Regions from separate parts of the Sus scrofa genome. Here regions 2 and 3 are each linked to region 1. Evidence: chromatin contacts called from public HiChIP or PLAC-seq data. All regions are on one chromosome and are shown on one strand. Each heading gives the region's core, a stretch centred on a gene start, on an enhancer-like site or on the middle of the called end of the contact. The rest is flanking DNA. Distances are from core to core; before and after follow the strand shown.

The links. HiChIP or PLAC-seq counts read pairs in DNA pulled down with a chosen protein or histone mark.
Region 2: an H3K27ac HiChIP or PLAC-seq map of skeletal muscle shows a contact between it and region 1. The contact joins two enhancer-like sites. A contact is called at or near these places in 4 of 47 Hi-C or Micro-C datasets (embryonic fibroblasts, epiblast stem cells and skeletal muscle) and 1 of 2 datasets of contacts at active chromatin or transcription factors (skeletal muscle).
Region 3: a contact with region 1 is called in an H3K27ac HiChIP or PLAC-seq map of skeletal muscle. The contact joins two enhancer-like sites. A contact is called at or near these places in 2 of 47 Hi-C or Micro-C datasets (embryonic fibroblasts and skeletal muscle) and 1 of 2 datasets of contacts at active chromatin or transcription factors (skeletal muscle).

What each region holds. Positions count from the first base shown.
Region 1 is chr6:146,558,808-146,563,100 of Sscrofa11.1, reverse strand. All of the region lies in intron 4 of PDE4B (phosphodiesterase 4B), which reads left to right. Among named protein-coding and RNA genes, the nearest start is that of PDE4B, 160 kb to the left of the region's middle. Within about 2 kb of position 1,495, at least 11 of the 83 cell types and tissues checked have an H3K27ac peak or open chromatin away from gene starts, as enhancers often do. A contact at or near this core is called in skeletal muscle, where this site is marked.
Region 2 is chr6:146,412,796-146,416,926 of Sscrofa11.1, reverse strand. All of the region lies in intron 4 of PDE4B (phosphodiesterase 4B), which reads left to right. Among named protein-coding and RNA genes, the nearest start is that of PDE4B, 310 kb to the left of the region's middle. Within about 2 kb of position 2,151, at least 2 of the 83 cell types and tissues checked have an H3K27ac peak or open chromatin away from gene starts, as enhancers often do. A contact at or near this core is called in skeletal muscle, where this site is marked.
Region 3 is chr6:146,359,978-146,363,999 of Sscrofa11.1, reverse strand. All of the region lies in intron 4 of PDE4B (phosphodiesterase 4B), which reads left to right. The region is part of intron 5 of LOC102162258 (a long non-coding RNA gene); the gene reads right to left. Among named protein-coding and RNA genes, the nearest start is that of SGIP1, 310 kb to the right of the region's middle. Within about 2 kb of position 1,314, at least 14 of the 83 cell types and tissues checked have an H3K27ac peak or open chromatin away from gene starts, as enhancers often do. A contact at or near this core is called in skeletal muscle, where this site is marked.

The DNA of each region.
Region 1 (4,293 bases), core at 246-2,745:
AACATTGTCCATAAATACTTTTATCTTCTAACTCGGTTATATTTGAAATGTTCCCCTAGTTTTTATCATCATCACCACCACATTTCTTCAGTATTTATGGAGCTGTGAAAAATGGAAAATCAAATTTGAGAAACAGTTTGATTTGCTTACCAAAGTGAAGCTCCTTATTGGAACTCCCTTCCCGGACAAAGGAAGTGATTCATACATCCTGGGTCTTCCCACCTAAGGGTTATCTCTTGCCGCTTGGACAGTTACCCTCCCCCCAAATACTGGCTTCTCATTCTGAAATGAAAAGGAAGCCCTCTCAGCCTATAGCATTCTGTCCAGATTGCCTTCCTGCCTTTGGCGGAGCTCCTGTTCCTCCTGTGAATCATGCCTCTGTACACAGTGTTACCATTGTGCTCTCTGAGCCCTGGCTGGGTGGTGGTGGCACAGCTACTCCATTGGGAAGGTCACAAGTTCATGTCTGCTTTGCCTTCCGTCTAGCAAGAAGAGCTCCAGCTAAGCTGCAGAAAATCGTAGTAGTCCTCTGTGTATGGCACGTTAGACTTTCGGTGGTACCCCAGCGGTGGTGGCTAAAAGGCCATTAGGAGTGGTGACTCCAAGACGAGTGTTAGCGTTTCCGTTGCTCTGTCATTCTGAGCTTGTCTTTCAGCATCTCTTCTCAGCGGCCTTCGGGATGAATTTGCTTAAGGATCTGATTGAAGTGATTGAGAAGGAGACAGATGGCGCTTAATAGGTGTACAGAGTGAACGCTCTTGCTTTTTCACTAAGTGACCTTTATTTATTAAGCAGACATGTATTAAACACCTGTTATATGGGAGGCACTATTTCAGGGTGCCAGAGTCAGTGTGGTAAATAAAACTTAAGGTCTTTGTCCTCAGGGGGCTTTTGTTTATGGGGCAGTGACAGATAATACGATATCAGAGAGCAAAGATGGTGTTAGAAGAATTAAGCTGAGTAAGGTGAGAGGGAGGATGGGGTGCTTTACAGAGGATAACAAGGACGACCTCTCTCAGGAGAAGATGTGTAAACAGGTCCCTGGAGGAAATAGAGAGTGAGCCATGGAAAGATAGAGAGAAAGAGCTTTCCAAGCAGAGATGGCAAATACCTGCCCAGGTGAGTGTGCGCAGGCATGTGATAAGCCATGTGTGAGCTCAACACTTATTTCAAATAGGGATGTTTTATTAATAGAGGTCATACACATCCCTATGAAATACACTGGAAATATTACATCAAGAAAAAGAGCCATTGCCATTTTAAGACGTGGTATAAGGAAGGCATAAAATAGTATTTTCTCTCATAAATCTTTTCCCCAGTGGAGCTATCACAGAGTTAAAACAATATATTTCACACATAATGTACTGTAACTGCTTTTTAAACAACTGAAAATGTACAGAAAATGCTGTTTTGACTGTCTATCTTTAGTCTTCAGCTGTTGCTGTCACGATTCAGAAACTTGGATCCCTGCCTTAAAAGGCACATTTCCTTAGCTATAAAAAAGCATCTGATGGAATCTACATTCACAATCATAGGTCGTGATTTTAGAGTACGAATCACCTGCTATAAAGGGGGCAGAGCATTTCTTTTCTTTCAGTTTGATTTTTCATTTATGTTCTCCATATGCTTTACTTTGAGTTTGTTTACATTTTTGTGAAGATGACATTTTCTTTGGCTTCTGTGTTTGGCAAGTGGTGTCCATTAATTTTAGTGAATACTGTACCAATTGAATCCCCAAATGTGTCTGGAAATCCAGAACTGAACCAAGAAATGGTGTTAGGCACAGATTGGAAGGAGGAATTAAAGAATCCCTAGATTTTATTTTGGCAGCTGGTGTGAAGCGGCACCTTCGAGGATCTTCTAAAAGGGAACCTGCTTTCCAAAAAGGAGAAAAGTTAAGAGATTAAACAAAAGCAGTATCATTAAGAATTTGGTGTCCCATTTCTGAAATGTCTGCATTACTAAAGGTAAAATGAAAGTATTTGTTATGTCTAATGTAGTACAAATGAAATGGTTTAAAATCTGAGTGTAGAACTTGCAAAATCAGCCAAAACGCTGTCCATCATAATCACAGCCAAGAGAATGAAGTTTCTAACCCAGGAATCCCCCAAACATAACTCTCAGGAGGGTCTATTAGAAGCTAAAACAGGCTAGAAATAGAATCATGGGAGGATAGTTTCATCTTTAATGTTTAAGATCATAGAGAAGAGGAGGTATGTAAGAAAATGTTTCTAGTTTTTAACAACACATGAAGGGCAAACAAATTCTAATTTTGAGTTGCAAATGAATGAACACTCAAAGGTGCATTAAACCAATATCTTCTCTTTCAAAACTGACTTAAAACTGATAAGGGTGCATTCAGACAAAATTATTAAAAAAAAATAACCCATTAGTGAAGTTTATTGCTGCCTGGGTAAAACTAATCATTTTTACTGCACATTCAAATTAGTTTGTATTGTATTGAAATAATGGCATTTGTAGAGAAACAATTCTAGTTTTAGGATATAGCATAGTTGGAGCCAAGAAGTTTCAATATAGTCAATTATATTTGGGGCATATCTTTACATTTCTTTTTCATTTTTCCTTTGCATTCTTTATATATTTTTCCTTTATATAATGGATTAAAGCATGGATTTTGACTTTGGGTTTGAGACCTTACTAACTGGGTGATCTTGGATAGTTGTTTCTACATTTCTTTAATTCAGTTTTTTTAACCTGTAAAGGGATATTATATATTTCAAAAGGGTTTTGTGAGGTTTAGGTGTAGGCTGCTCTCAATGAATACTAGTGGTATCTTATCCTCTCCCTTTCTCTTTCTGCTTCCCTCTGTCTTGAGAGGGGTCTGGAAGAGATTTTTCTTTCACAGCAGTCTGAAGGAGCCAGCTGGCAACACCTTGATTTTGGACTTCTGACCTCCCAAACTATGCGACAATAAACTTAAATTTTCAACCACTCAGTCATCAATACTTTCTTACAGCAGCCCTAGCGAACTGATAGAGATTTTGGCACCAGAAGGTGGGGGTGCCGCTGTAATAAGTCCTTAATCTATGGCAGTGGCTTTGGGATTGAGTTGTAGGTAGAGACTGGAAGAGGCATGTGATAGAAAAAGCCTAGACTGCATTAAGGAGACTCGATAGAAATATGCACGTTAAAGGTACTTCTGTTAAGGTCGCAGATGGAAAAGAGGAATGTGTTCTTGGACCCTGGAGGTGGGTAATTCTTGCTACAAAGTGGCAAAGAACCTGGCGGAACTGTGTTCTAGTTTTTTGTGGATGGGAAGTAGAAATTATGAGTAACACACTTGGATGTGTAGCTGAGGAGGTTTCTAAGCAACGTGTGGAAGGCACGACTTTGTTTCTTTTTTCTGCTTATAGTAAAATGCAAAAGTAAAGAGATAAATTGAAAAAGGAATTGTTGGAGTTCTCATTGTGGCGCAGCAGAAACAAATCTGACTAGGAACCGTGAGGTCGCGAGTTCGATCCCTGGCCTCTCTCAGTGGGTTAAGAATCTGGCGTTGCTGTGAACTGTGGTTTAGGTCACAGACGCAGCTTGGGTCTGGCGTTGCTGTGTCTATGGCGTAGGCTGGCAGCTGTAGCTCCGATTCAACCCCTAGCCTGGGAACCTCCACATGACATTAAAAAAAAAAAAAATTGTTAAGCAAAAAGTAACCAGGACTTGAAGACTTGGGAAATTCTCAGCCTATTCATCTTGCAAAAAAAGAGAAAATATGTTCTACAGAGAACATTATGGGTATAACTAGACAACTCTTTGCCAAGGAAATTAGGCATGTGACTCATGGGTCTAAGCAAGCATCTTAGCAAAGGTCAGGAACAGAGATGTGGTTATTCGGGAAGGCTCTATGGGGGACTTTTGTCTGATAGTTTGAATCCCCATGAATTGCTCAGAAGGCCAACAAGGTTTTTGAGAAATCTGTAGCAAAGGAAATAAGATTTGACTGAAGGGAGACAGGGACAGGACAGAATGAAGGAAGACTCTCAGACTTCTGGGATTCCACAGGCAAGAAAGAGGCTGATAGATCTATCCAGCTGCAAACATGTGTTGTCCTTCAAGAAAAGCAAAGAATGATCTTGAAGGCAATTCAGAAGCCAGCAGCTGCTCCTGACACCACAGCCCCAGAGGACACACATCTCTGAAGGTTGAATAGTCTCCTCAATTCCAAAAGATCGGGTCACCTTAGTTTCAGAGAGTGGAAGCACCTCCTGGGTTTCAGAGGACAGAGCTCTCATTGCTGAGGGCAGAGGGGGTGAGGCCACCACCCAAGGGAGCCTAGAG
Region 2 (4,131 bases), core at 902-3,401, 150 kb after region 1:
CGGGACACTTCTAAGTGATTTGAACTTTGAAGACAGGGTAAATGTTCAAAGCTTATCCAAATCATTTCGTTAAAGAAAATTTTGAAACAGGAAAAAAAGGAGGCATTTTTGTTAGATTTTTCTTTAAACTATAGAAGCTAAATAGAGTATAGAATTTATGGAGTTCCTGTCATGGCTAAGTGGTTAACGAATCCGGCTAGGAACCATGAGGTTGCGGGTTCCATCCCTGACCTTGCTCAGTGGGTTAAGGATCTGGCATTGCCATGAGCTGTGGTGTAGCTCACAGACATTGCTTGGATCCCTCATTGCTGTGGCTGTGGTGTAGGCCAGTGGCTACAGCTCCAATGAGAGCCCTCGCCTGGGAACCTCCATATGCCGTGGGAGCGGCCAAGAAAATGGCAAAAAGACAAAAAAAAAAAAAAGAATTTAATTAAAGTATATGATTACTTTTATCAAAGTAATCATTTGAGCCTGAGAAATGTTAGAATTGGTCTTAACCTGCCTAATGCCCACTTCCCCCATATTTTGATCTTGAGCCAACAAATAGTATATAAAACAAAAAAAAGAAAATGTGATTTCGTAAGTATATCCAGGAGATCGATTCTGATTGATTCTGTAAAAAAAGCAAAGGACTAGAGAAAGAGAAATATCATATGATATCACTTATATGTGGAATCTAAAATAATGATACAAATAACTTGTTTACAAAACAGAAATGTACTTACAGACATAGAAAACAAACTTATAGTTATCAAAGGGGAAAGGAGGGGGAGAGTTACATCTGGAATTTGAAATTGACAGACACATAATACTCTACATGGAATAGAGAAACAAGGACCTATTGTACAGCACAGGAAACTATATTCAGCAGTAACCTATAAGGGAAAAGAATCTGAAAAAATATTGCGTGTATATGTATACATATCTGAATATGTATACATATGTGTGTATACCTATATATGTATATATATCACTTTACACCTGAAACATTGTAAATCAACTATAAAAAATTTTTAAATAAATAAAAAACTTTTTAAATCAATAAAAAATGAAGTCATGGTTGGGGTGGGAGGGAGCTGAAGGCTATAAAATCCCTCCCCCACACCATTTAGCAAAGAAAGCAGATTTGGTTTCCCCATAGAAAACATTTTCTATAATCAAAGCTATTATTGGCTTGAGACTATTGTCCAATAGTCACATTTTTTACTTTCTCATGATGAAACTTTCTAATACCTAATGTTTTTGTCATTCATCTTGTGCCTTTCTTAGTTTTTTTTCTTTGTGACAGATTCTTTTAGTCAGCTGATGATTTGAAATGAGGGATTTTCTAACCTATTCAAGTATAAGAGTCCTTAGGTAATTCTGTTTCAGTGTTTAGAACGCCAGATGTCTATACTTCTAAGTCATGTAAAGGTTTATTTGTTTGACTTTAACTGAGCGAACTGGGTTTTATTGCACATTATTTCTAATAATGTCATATGTTTGAAAATTCCACTGGTTTAAAATAGGTAGACTCTGGGCCTAATTACTAAATTTTCATTGCTTAAAATTCTCTGCAATGAAGGTGAAGGGGTTTGTTTCCAAGGAAACAAATGCACTCCATTTTCATCACATAAAATGTTTTCTGCAAGAAAATTCCCTAACCAGTCTCCAGGGAGATACTGTGTCATAAGATAGCTCTCATTGGAGATTTCACCAAAGAAACATTTTATTTTATTTTTGTTCCCTTGAAAATCAGCCTGTATTAGTATAATTGTGATCGTATTGGATCACAGAAAATTAACAACGGGGTCATTGTCATCACCTTGTTAGAGTCATAAAATGTACAATTCCAGGAGAATGTGATTTTTTCCTCTGACTATTAGGTTTTGTTTATATTGGAGTCTAAATAGCATATAGTCAAGATGTTAGCTTGAGAAGAAACAGCTTATTCTAAGAATATTTGTCACCCTGAGTGCCGAAAAAGAACTTCACTGTTCATCAGTATTTGTTTGAGGTTGAAAGTGACTGTTTCTTCTTAAGAAATTTGAAAATCATATAAATAGCCTGGCTTTATGTCCTCCAATGGCTGAATAACGAGACATCGAAGGAAGTAGATTCAGCTTACAAAGGTCTAAGGCTGTGTTCCAGCACATCTCTTGTTGCAGTAGTTGGTCTGAGCCATGCGTGTACTTGCATTTAGTGACACTGCTGTTCACCTTGCAGTCTGGACCTGGGATATAGTAAGTGGTACAAAAGGTTTCATTATAGAATGAAAGGATTAACTGTACAGTGAGAAGACAGATACATTTTTGAGGGAGAAAGTAAAATCACTGTGGTGTTATGGGGGGTGGCATAATAGTCAAACCTTAGAAGCCATAGCTCTGTCCTTTACACATTCTGCAACTCAGAAAGTCACTTAAACCTCTCTATAAATGGGGAAAGAGGTATTTATCTCATCAGGTAGTTGATGAAGAGGTGTAAACACTCTATGTACGGGAGGAATTTCTTTAAGATATGAGATCTATTCCATAAAGAGGAGTATGAATTCTTATTTTGTAAAAGAAAATAACTGCATGACTTTCTCTTGATTAGATGATCATATTTGCCTTGTTTCTGCTGCAAATCTCATATATGGGCTGGCTGAAATGAAACAATTAGAAAATACTACTTTTCCAGGCTAGCCTTAGAGCCTAAAAAATAGAAGTGATCTTAATCAAAAATTAGACTCCAGTTAACCTAACCTTGATGCTAAAAATCACCCAAATTCCGTCTTCAAAGATTCAGCATTCATCTGTCTCACTCAGCCCACTTAGTTCAGGTCTTTCTGTAACTTAAAAATTTGCGGGTCAATCAAAGCAAATGGGAAGATGAATCAATTGTGAAACAAGGACAGCTCCCTCATGGTAAACCCAGAAGAGCCTCTCTAAAAAGTTAAGTTTTTTTCTTTTTTTTTTCTTCTTTTTGCCTTTTGAGGGCTGCTCCCGTGGCATATGGAGATTCCTGGGCTAGGTGTCGAATCGGAGCTGTAGCCACCGGCCTACGCCACAGCCACAGTAATGAGGAATCCGAGCTGTGCCTGTGACCTACACCACAGCTCACAGCAACGCCAGATCCTTAACCACTGAGCAAGGCCAGGGATCGAACCCGCAACCTCATGGTTCCTAGTCAGATTCATTAACCACTGAGCCATGACAGGAGCTCCCGAAAGTTAAGTCTTTATAGTCGCATACTTTGTGAAAGAGACACACAGGTGACTGACAGTAGCACAGGGGAAATAGCAAATACAACAAAAACTGGGGTCAGTAAAACATTTATTCATTTTTCTTTCACTGCTTCATATGGAAAATTTTTATTGAGTGTCATTTAAGTGCCTGGGGCTAGGGTAGATGTTTTTCAACATACTCGATCTTGTTTGATATCACATGAAAGCTGGAAAAAAAAAAAAAAAAAAGACTAACCCCATGTAGTGGATGCTGCAGGACACCGCCCAGAGCCTCATAAGAACTGTGACACTCACTCCCCCAGCTGTCCAGGCGGGGGACAGGTTCTTGCCTGACTCTTATCAGAAATTACTCCCAAACAAAGACAGCCACCTTGTCCAGGGCCACACTCCTCCTGCGGGCAACCTGTGTCCAGTGACTGACGGATGTAGAATGTCAAGATTCAGTACCTAGTCTCAACATCACTTGAAAAGCCATCCCACCTCCAAAGCATCAGTAGCTTCAGCTGAGGCCTCTGCTGCAGCATCACAGTTCATGTGCTCTGCCCTATCCTTGTCCTTCTCCCCTTATAGGTGTGAATTTCCCAAAAGCATTGGCCAGCAAACGTCATGCACACAAATCACAAAGACTCAAAGTCTGTTTTCTTAAGATCCATTTTACAAATAAGGAGTCTGAAGTTAAGGGAGTATTATTATTATTATTATTATTATTTCATTCAAGCCCACAGAGCCAATATATGGTGGAGTCAGGATGCTGCTGCTAAATGTCATGGATGCTGTAAAAGCCCAGCAATTAGGAACGCGGTTCGAGGTTGGAAATAGGCCCCTGCCAGGTCAGTTTAATGTCTTAGCGTCGCACTGGCAGTCCGATGCTCTCAGAATTGGTCTAAAGTGTTGTGCCGAGCTAGTTCCAAGGGCAGGATGGATAT
Region 3 (4,022 bases), core at 65-2,564, 200 kb after region 1:
GAGTAATATACAGCATTTGTAATATGACCTAATATACTAAGGCTGATGCTCCCTGGATAATAGGCAGTTACTAAAGAGTACTGTTTTCTGCATTTCTTGGTTTGGGCCGGTTTGACTTTCTAGACTCAATGGCTCTGAATCCCATCCCGTTTGGCTACATCACCTTGAGAATGACATTAGTATTTTCTCCCTGATTTTCACCCCCAATTTTCTCTCTCGTTCACTTTGCACTTATTTTTATCACCAGCATTGTTTGCCAACAAACACCAGCAAACAGCAAGGAGAGCCAGAGAGCAGCCAGTTTTGTATTTTTCTTCCTGGTGAGGGTTCTGTGCCTAGTCCTTCTAGGTAACTTTGAAAACAAAAAAATCTGTTCTCAGGATATTTATTAGTTAGATTTGCTAAGATTAACCTTGGATGTCCTTAGTGGTTTAACGTATGTAGTTTAACGAATGCAGACCTTTAAAACTATATAATTAGATTAAGTGCTGTATTTTTTTCAGATTTCAATACGCCGTTATATACTCAGGCAAGGAAAATTATTGCTAAGAAGAGACGCTTGAAAAGTCAGTAAATAATATGTTGTGCTTAACAAACAAAAAAGCGGTTGGCTCTGTTTTCTTCTTTTGGGGTTTATTTTGAATGTTTTTGAAAGAAACGTTAATTCGCAGAGCACTGGTTTCCTCCCTGTCAGTTGTCCCAGTTTTTACTGTTGTTGTTGTTTGTTTTTTCTAAACGATGGTAAAGCTTTGCTATATGTACCTTTTTTTTTTTTTTTTTTTTTTTTTTTTGCCCCTAGACGTTGGACATTTTGGAAACTGGCTAAAGCTTATCATTGGGCTTTTAGGAGTGTTTTCAAAAGAGGTAATCATTTGATTGTTTGGAATTTTTTATACAAAATCTATGTAGAGAGTCATCTTTAATGATCTAATAATTGAACCACTAAAGGGAAGAACTCCCATATTTAAATTAAATATTTTAGTAAGCATTCTCTTGTTTAATTTAGCTTTAATTGCATTATTAATTGTCATGAACAAGATATTCCTAGGGAAAGAGCCAAGCAGATCAGCTAATTGCAGCTTTTTACTGCTTTGAATGATAAAGTGTCTTTGATTTGGTACTGAGCCAGGAGGGCTTGATTGATAATATCTGTCTCAGATGTCACCCTGGGAGAAAAGAATAAAACCTCAGTAGACTTGGTGCATTGCAGCTGTCTCCGCTGCTCCAATTTCTCTGTCCCATTGACGTCATTGAGAGGTTTCAAACCAGTCCAGAGTGTCTAGTAAACCTGCACAGAAATGAAATGAAGAAACAGAAAAACACTGATTCATAAGCCAGCCCTCACTCCAGAGAGGTAGCTGTTATATTTTCTCGGATCATAGGCAGACTTTTTCTGCCTCCCTGCACTTAAAAAAATTATTAAAATGTCAGTGGCTATCCAGAAATGTGGGAAAGCCTCAGACAAGGAATGTGAGTTGCATAAGCCCTTCTAAAAGCAGATTATGTCTCAATGGGCCACATTTGTCCAGGGTACTCAGATAACATAACCTGCATGCAGCTTGTCTGTCACACCAGGAATATCTGAAGGAGAAAGTGACAAGGGAACTGGCTTTCCCTGGGGGCAGGGCTGGTCTAACCAGGCACCCATTTCCTCCTCTCTCTTCACACGCAGCCTTTTGTGCTGAGCTCTAAGTGAAGGGCACCCAATGAGCGGAGTTACAGTATTTTCCAAGGAAGATGACAAACTCTCACAGTTGTATTTTTTTTTTTTTTAATGAATTTAGCAGAGAGAAAATACACAGGAGGAAGCAGAGGAGGGAAAAAAAAAAAAACCATTTGGCAATGTTTTTCTTTTTTTAAAGCTGCTTTGTCAGCTTAATACATTATACATTAAGTATATGATAAACGCTCAGCCTCAAAATAACTTATAGGAAATCTTTTCTACGTGCTGTAGCAGGGAAATTTTTCTTAAAATATGTGTCCAAATACTGATTTTTCTTTCTTTCTTTCTTTCTTTTTGCCTTTTTAGGGCTGCACCCATGACATATGAAGGTTCCCAGGCTAGAGGTTGAATAGGAGCTACAGCTGCCGGCCTACACCACAGCCACAGCAACACAGGATCCGAACCACATCTGTGACCTACACCACGGCTCATGGCAATGCCGGATCTTTAACCCACTGAGCGAGGCCAGGGATCGAACCTGCATCCTCATGGATGCCAGTCAGATTCATTTCCACTGAGCCACGACAGGAACTTCTAATTTTTTTTTCCTCTGCTGGCCACTGGAACTGCTGGCAGAAGGAGAATGCCTCCTTTACCCTTCATATGCATACCCTGGCCTCATGCTCCAGCAGGCCTGGCAGGGAAAGACTCACCATGATTGGGTAGCTTCCATTTCTTATTGAGCCAACAAGCTACATGGCACACGATTGGAAAAGAGCTGAATCTTTATAACATCTGAAGTTCATAAAACATCCCTTTCATTTTTTCACTTGAAGTCTGACAGACAACCCTGTGAGGTTCATAATGTAATTGTCATCACTTTACAGATCCTGCCTGAGGTACTCATCTTGTAAAAGGCAGGGCTCAGATTCCAGTCCATATTTTTGGAACGCTACCTCCACCCTCTGCTTTCTTTACTGTATGTTCAAGGAGGTAGTAGTTTTTTTTTATCTTATTGAGACAGGCTGAGACCTGGGACCCTTTGCTGCAATGGCTGCAAAGTTTGCACCTAGATAAACGTCTCCTCAGACAACAAAATACAAAGAAATTATAAGGGACTAAAAATAACTGCACACATGTGTAGTTGGGGTAAATTATGGTCAGGAAGATGCAAAAAACCTAAAAACCCAACTGCCCCTTCTAGAAGTTTGGAGAGTAAAAGCAGGTCACTACACATGCCCCTTACACACACGACCACCAAAGCAGTAGGTAGACCACCTAAGCCCCCCCTCTGACAGGACCATGGACCCACCCCTGTCCTCCTCCCATAAAACCAGCCCACACCCCCTTTGGGGAGGGAGTGAGCAAAGGAATGTGTTGCTTGTTTTTGCTCTCCCTTGCTGCAACAGGGGCCCCAATAAAGACTTGCCTGAATTTGTTGCCTGGCCTCTTGTCAATTTCTCTTGATTAAGGAAGACCAAGAACCCAGGTCACATTATGACCAATCTTTGGGAATTCCTTCAACTTAACAGATAGGTGTTGACCATTTACTACATGTGGTAGGTGCTTTATGGTAAAACTACGTAAGACACAGTTGTTGGCCTTAGGGAACGTAGAATACTGGGGCTAAGACACTGATCCACATATACCTACATTACAAGGCAGAATAAGATAGGTGTATAAGTCGAAGTCATGGTGTCTGATCAGTGCGTTTGGAATGAAGTCCTTCAGGATTTATATGAAATCAGCCTTCACATGCTAATGTAAATGCAGCATATACATTACGAAATGCTAACACATAAATCCGGGAGGACTGGTAGTATTTCAAAAGATAAAGATGGTGGGTGCAGCCATGTGGGCAGAGGGACCAGCAGGAACAGAGTCTAACAGGCAAGGTGGTCTGAGCAGGTGGCAGGAATGAGACAAAGGATCTTACTTTGAAACGGAAGGCTGGGATCTGGTGAAAGTTCAGTTAAGGCCATTATCGGCAGAGTTTAAATGCCAGGGAGAGGAGTTTGTAATAATGAGACACTTAAATGCTTTAATATAGGGACTAAAACCATTAAATCTGTGCCTTAGTGTAAGTGGTTAAGCAGCCATGTGTAAGGTACATGAGAGAATAGAAAAGCGAACTCACGGTACCAGTTAGGGGTTTCCATAGACTTGGGGTGGGTAGGGTGCAGTTTAAGGAAATAGGATGTAGGGCTATAGGAATTCATTCATTTGTTTGAAAGTATTTATTGAGCACCTACTATGTGTCAGGCACTATTCTAGGTAAGAGAGTATGACAGACTTATAAGCTGCCTATCTCATAGGTCTTTTACTCTATAAAGGGAAAAATGGAGAGGAGATAATTTTC